Linked DNA regions of Zea mays: region 2 is linked to region 1. The links are chromatin contacts, called in public Hi-C maps. All regions are on one chromosome and are shown on one strand. Each heading gives the region's core, a stretch centred on a gene start, on an enhancer-like site or on the middle of the called end of the contact. The rest is flanking DNA. Distances are from core to core; before and after follow the strand shown.

Region 1 (3,221 bases), core at 220-2,719:
GGTGGTTGATCGTGACTTGTTGTCAGTCTTCGCCTGGGTGGTTGGCACGGCAGTCGGAGCGGGGCGGGTGGCGCTGTTTTCCCGTCATATCGGACAGAAAAAGAGAGGGGTGAAGTGACTGCGGTCACTTCGGCCTGGCCGACTGAGGCGCGTGTGTCAGGATACGGCGTCAGGCGTCCCCTGCATTGAATGCGCCTGCGAAGCGGTCGGTTGGTGAGGCGGTCCGGCCAAGGTTGCTTCACAACGAAGCCTGCCCGAGCCGGGCTTCGGGAGAGCCGAGGAGGCGCCCGCTGCCTGAGGAGGCCCTCGGGCGAGGCGTGAACTCGTCTGGGACTACTGCTCCAGCCCGAGGCTGGGCTCGGGCGAGGTCGCGTCCCTTGGGTAGACGAAGTCTTGGCTTGAACCGCGCACGTCAGTTAGTCTGAGGGTGTTTACCAGCCGTGATTAGGAGTGTTGGGGGTACCCCTAATTATGGTACCCGACAATCGTAAAACAATATTTTTAGGTGATCATATGTGTAAACTTAAACTATTGGAAACAGCCTTAGAGCAACTCTATCACACCTATCCATGAGATATGTGGCGCCAAGCTAAGTGTCACGTCGGCGCCGCGTCAGCCCTCGCGTGTCAGCAGGTCAGATACCTCGGCGCCACTACCTATGGCAACGAACAAACGACTCAAACACAAAAATAAGTCGTTCAAGGGTCTAAACTTAATTTTTTTTCGAAAAAGACCAAAATACAAAAAATTGACCATATTTTTTATATCTCCAACTATAGCTGGTCTCCATCCTTCCGTGCGCAAGCAGACCAACCAAGTCCACTGTCGTTGTCGCTGTGCGCTCCGGCGTGCGATATATGGGTTGGGCTGCGACACCTCTCTGGATTGAAGACACGTGGCACGAAAGTGCATCCTACGGCCAAGGAACACATCGCTCCTGGATAGCTCAGCGAGATCGCTATACTCGATTCCTTCGGTTGGCTCAGCTCCGTTCTACGCCGGCTTGCTCGTCAGGGAGGCTGCCGGCGATGGAGGAGTGCGACGAGGATGGAGACGTGGGCGCGAATGCGTACCACGGGGCGATGGCCTCCGCCACCACGTTGTGGCACACGCGACGGCAGGTCGGCAACATCTCAGACTTGTGCGCCGCTGCGCGCGCTCCCTCCTTCAACTACGGCTTGCCTGAAGGAGAGTGAGCCGGACTTCAACGCCAAGTTCGCACTCGCGCGTCAGGCAGCTGTCTCCCAAAATAGAAGACGATACATTAAGGGTTTGTTCGTTTCTGTCGGATTGGTGGGTCGGAACGATTCCTGACCGGATTACTTCTCTAATTTATATAAACTTTGATTAGCTGGAACGATTCCGGGTGCAATCCGACGGAAACGAAAAGGCCTAAGTAGGGAGATGCAAGCAAGCCGGCGGTGTCACCGAACTATCCAAGAAAGACATGTCCCTTGGTCGTGAGATGCGCTTCCGTTCCGTACCACGCGTTTTCAATCCGGAGAGGAGAGGTGCCGCAGCTCAACCCCTCTACGGCAGGACCGTTCAGAATTTTTCTCCAAGGAAGGGAGCACAAAGGCAGCAAGCAGACTAGGAGAGAACAAGTTTAAAAAACACCGCAATTAACCAGCTCACCCTGGCTAACCCACCACCACCACCACCATACCAGGAGAGAGAAAAGAGAGAGGCGCCTCCACTCGTGACTCGTGAGTCGTGAGTAGTGACTCGTCTGGTCTCCCCTCTCTCGTCCGTCTGGTCCTCCCGTCCAGAGGCGTTCTCTCTCCCTCCCCCTTTCCTCTGGTCATCGCACCCGTCTCCCCGCTCTGACTCCGCCCGCGCCGCCGACTCCCGGCACGGCCCCAGGCTTCATCTCCGCCGCCGCGCCGCCTCGCTCCGATCGACCCCCGAAACGCCGGAAACCGTGGGCTTCGCGAGGTGCAATTTCTTGGGCCGCGTCTGAGCTTGATTCAGTTTCTGGAAGCGGCCTGAGCTTGGGATTTGATCCGGGTAGGGTTCTGGTGTAGGTTTTTGGTTGGTACCTTGCGATTGATTTGGTTTCTAGGTTCCTCTGGCGAAGAAAGATGGTCCGATTTTGCGCGTTTTTTTTTTTTTTCGTTTTCCCCCTTTGTTTCTCTGGGGCGGACCGGGGCTTGATGATTTGTTGGAGAGCGTGCAGCTTTCGTGTTACAGCTGCTTGCAGTTCCTAGAATTTAGCTCTTAATTCTGACGCACTCTTGCTGTGCAGGTTGCCTCTCTTCGTCCAAGCGGTAGATAACATAACAGTGCGACAGGTGAATTGCAGAGAGAAGGGGGGCATTTGGTCGCTGTATGATGGCGGAAGGCCCCAATTTCGCTGGCATGATTGGAGGCCATGACAATGGTGGGGATTTCTGCGACATGGCATACTACCGGAAGCTCGGTGAGGGCTCAAACATGTCGGTAGACAACCTTAATAGCATGCAGACCAGCACACATGGTGGCTCCATTGCAATGTCTGTGGACAACAGCAGCGTAGGGTCCTGTGACTCCCATACTAGGATGCTCAATCACCCTGGCCTCAAGGGACCTGTCGTTGGCAATTACTCGGTCGGCGGGCACAGCATTTTCCGTCATGGACGGGTGTCTCACGCCTTGAGCGACGATGCGCTGGCACAGGCGTTGATGGACCCAAGGTACCCGACTGAGACACTCAAGGATTATGAGGAGTGGACGATTGATTTAGCTAAGCTCCACATGGGAATGCCCTTTGCACAGGGCGCCTTTGGAAAGCTCTACAGGGGTACCTACAACGGTGAGGATGTTGCCATTAAGCTTTTGGAGAGGCCAGAGGCAGATCCGGAGAGAGCCGGGTTAATGGAACAGCAGTTTGTGCAAGAAGTTATGATGCTTGCAACCTTGAGGCACCAGAATATTGTTAAATTTATTGGAGCATGCAGGAAGCCAGTGGTTTGGTGCATTGTTACGGAGTATGCCAAGGGCGGATCAGTTAGGCAGTTTCTGGCAAAGAGGCAGAATAGGTCAGTTCCACTAAAACTGGCGGTTAAGCAAGCACTGGATGTTGCAAGGGGGATGGCGTATGTTCATGGTCTTGGCTTCATTCATAGGGATCTTAAGTCAGATAACCTCTTGATATCTGGTGATAAATCTATCAAGATAGCTGACTTTGGAGTAGCTCGGATTGAAGTAAAAACTGAGGGGATGACACCTGAAACGGGAACCTA
Region 2 (3,387 bases), core at 408-2,907, 230 kb after region 1:
ACAACACCTACCAATCACGTATACTTATGATGGTCTGATAGAGTCATAACCTTCGATAGGAGTGACCATCCTGACCATGTTGTTGAGGTCGGTTGATTTCTTCTGGTAGTTAGGCCGGTGACTAAGAACATTAGAATAACGAGGGTCCATATGGATGGAGGTAGTGATATCAACATTATATATAAGAAATAAGAATGCCTTTGATAAACTCAATATCAACTCTTGAAAGCTCTACCCATAGATGACACTATTCCACGAAGTCTAGTGAGAAAAATGCATAAAATCTAGACACACATCTCGGTCTCGCTTCTAGCTTCTCAAATCTTGAGCGTGCATTGTCAAAAGGCATGCCCGGCCCCTCTTGAAATACTCTTTTTTGTCTTCGTGGGCCGCCGCCTGCAGCTCACATAATGAGGATGCGGAGCCGAGGAACCTGGCTCTGCTGTACCACGGGGGGGGGGGGGGGGGGGGGGGGGGGGGGGGGGGGGGGGGTATGCATGCATGGCCCGACAATCTACGAAAAACTATTGGCTTGGATCATGTTGCCGCAAAACTACTTGGTTTGACTTTATTTATGCAACCTGCTGTTGTTCTGAGTTTTGGCTTTTGCAACAACAACAAAAAAACATTTTACCATTGTATTTGAATCACGTCTTAAAGATCAATATCTATATATATTTTCATATGGACTATTGTAGTATTTTCCATCTAGCTCGCGAGCCAGAACTGTTGCTTGGTGAGTGGTGGCATAAGCAGAGATGGCTCGATATTTTCGGCTTCTAATTACGGTTGCGGCTTGGGCCACGTTTGGGCTGCGATTTCACGTTCAGGGCAACAAAAAGTGGTCCATGTAGGCTGGCCGCTGGCTTCAATTCGGACGGGTCTAAAATAACATTAAGTCGTCCACAAGTATAAACGTGAATTTTTTTTTCGAAAAAACGAAATTACAAAAAAAAAAAATCGACCCACCAGCAGTCGCGTGCTCATCAGGAGTGGACAAATGAAAATTGAAAGCACACGGTCGTGGCGCACTCGATGGTCGAGGATCCAGATTAATCCTACTACTCCTAGCTAGCTAGCTTTGCATGTGCACCGTGCGCGCGCGTGGTCGATCCGATCCATCGTCTGTTTCTCGTCCGTCGTCCTTATCCTTCTTCAGGGAGAAAAAAAAAACAAACACACACACACACGACACGATCTACCCGGAATCTGGAAAGAACAGCGTCAACGATTAGATGCCACACATGGATCGCTTAAACAAAACGAGTCACCCGACAAGGCCACGTCGACCTTGCAATGCAACAGAGAACTGAAGATAATATAATTTATTAAGAGCCGATAGCTGGCTGGCACACACAGCAAACAAGCAATGCGATTTGGAAATGGAACGGAACGGAGAGGAACAGCAGCTACATGTTTTATTAACAGCAGCTACATGTAAGCTAGAATCACCGCTACATGCATATGTTTTATTAACAGAGACGGTCATAAAATACGTACAGATCACCGCTACTAAGCATTTCAGTTGTACATGCATGGACACGACAGAACCAGTCCGCAGCGCAGAGCTCTGGACGTGTCGATCGAGCTGAGTCCAGACATGGCCACATGAATGCCACCAATAATATGCAAAGGCCATCCCCATCGTCCATTGAGTCCAGACATGGCCATGTGAAGGTCAACACGCGTCGCGTCCAAACAAGGGTTACTAGCTGGTGTGGATGGGATGGCATGGCAAGAATCCAATTCCCGAAAAAGGCAACAGAAATTGCCGACCTGGTAGTGCCAAAACCAGGTCGGTCCACGGGTCCAGGCATCCCAACCCAGCTATCCTGCCAACTCTTTCTCATTTCTTTTACACGAAGAAGGAGATTACTGTGAAACTTACTTGACTCAGATTAAGGTCCTGTTTGGAGAGCTCATACAGTCCCAAGTTTCGTGGTTAAATATTTAGAATTTTAGCTCTTGAGGCTCAAAAAAGAAGGTTTAAAGTGATGCATAAAGTTTAGCTAATCTTAAAAAAATTACACACCCCGTGATATAATATTGTTGTTCATGCTATTTAATCTAACTAGTATACGAGAGTACGTACGAGTAATGTCCACATTGTTTTTGTGTTCGTACGTGCTGTTTAATCTAGCATACAACATTGCTCATATATACACTAGCATTTAAATTTGAGTGTCATGATTTCTGTTCTTCTTTTAATCTAGGAATTACCTGTTTAATTTGTCAACAAATGTCTCAATCTTATACCTTGTGCATCAATTTTCATGCTGCACTAACCACACCCCGGCCGGCCACTCCATTTTGTACGAGCTGCCAGTTGTGCTTGTGCATCAAGCAGAGCAGGCATCTGTTTTGCCAGCGGGAGGGTGACTCAGGCTATCAGCAGCGGTTCCCTCTAAATTTTTCCCCCTATATCACTTTTTTGCGTCACATCATCAACATTTCACCCCCTATTTTTTCATCTCCCGCAGCGGTTCCCCCTAAATACTCCCTCTATATCCCACTACAACTATAAAATATCATTTCCTATATCTACTATCAATTTTTTATCTACTAACAATTACTCGTGGATCCACAACACAGTGTCGTAGGGGATGAACGGTGAACCCCTGGATTGAGGGGGAGAGAGAAGGAGACCGCGTGCTAGGGGGCTCGGTAGAGCTGACCGTTGCAAGTGGTAGAGGGCAACTGTTGCCCCTAGCACATGAATAGTAATAGGGGAGGGAGGGCGTAGAGTGCACTCTTGCAGTCAGTCTCATCTAGCTAGCTAGGTACGGTCTACTAAGGCCATGTATAGCGATGTTTAATGTAGAGGCTCTTAAGGTGTTTTAGGGGGTATTTGCAAAAAAATCTTAGAACCGTCTCTCCGTGAAGAGACGCTTCTGGCTCGTAAACCAAGTAGCAACAGACGCCTCACTTCCCACTGTACGAATTTATCGTCTGTTCTATCGATCTGATACTGTACAAATGCATTTAATTCTGTATTTATTAATAGACTATATTTATAGACACTCCATTGTATAATAGAGTCTCTTAATTATCTCTTGTACTTGGAGAACCGTTTTGATGTCTCTCTACTATACATGCCCTAATTGCCTAGTTGTCTGTTCTCTTTCGCATTGGAAGAAAGATCACCGTGCGAGGTTGCACACCATGACACCAATCACTTTTTAGCTTTTCGGCAGACCGGCTGCCACACGCAATCCAGTGGAGATACGGAGGGCATCAAAATCTGGGAAGGGTCATCGGTAGTAGGGGACCGGAAAATATCCAATTTGCACGGTGCATGCCACCAGTAGTGGTTTGATCCTAGAATAATGACCGAATAACGACGGCCGCTGACAGCGACAGCAGTATCACCTTTCCATTCCTCTATCG

What was found. A called contact is a pair of places that touch in the nucleus more often than the background predicts.
Region 2: a contact with region 1 is called in a Hi-C map of tassel, with 1.8 times the contacts expected there. The contact joins the enhancer-like site here to the promoter of LOC100284719 in region 1. A contact is called at or near these places in 3 of 25 Hi-C or Micro-C datasets (bundle sheath, leaf and tassel).

What each region holds. Positions count from the first base shown.
Region 1 is chr2:11,562,104-11,565,324 of Zm-B73-REFERENCE-NAM-5.0, forward strand. LOC100284719 reads left to right here and starts at 1,470. Exons shown (of 3, transcript NM_001413066.1): 1 at 1,470-1,935; 2 at 2,246-3,221. The coding sequence starts at 2,329.
Region 2 is chr2:11,792,249-11,795,635 of Zm-B73-REFERENCE-NAM-5.0, forward strand. No RefSeq gene overlaps it. Among protein-coding and RNA genes, the nearest start is that of LOC115032953, 7.0 kb to the right of the region's middle. Within about 2 kb of position 1,658, at least 17 of the 20 cell types and tissues checked have an H3K27ac peak or open chromatin away from gene starts, as enhancers often do. A contact at or near this core is called in bundle sheath, leaf and tassel, where this site is marked.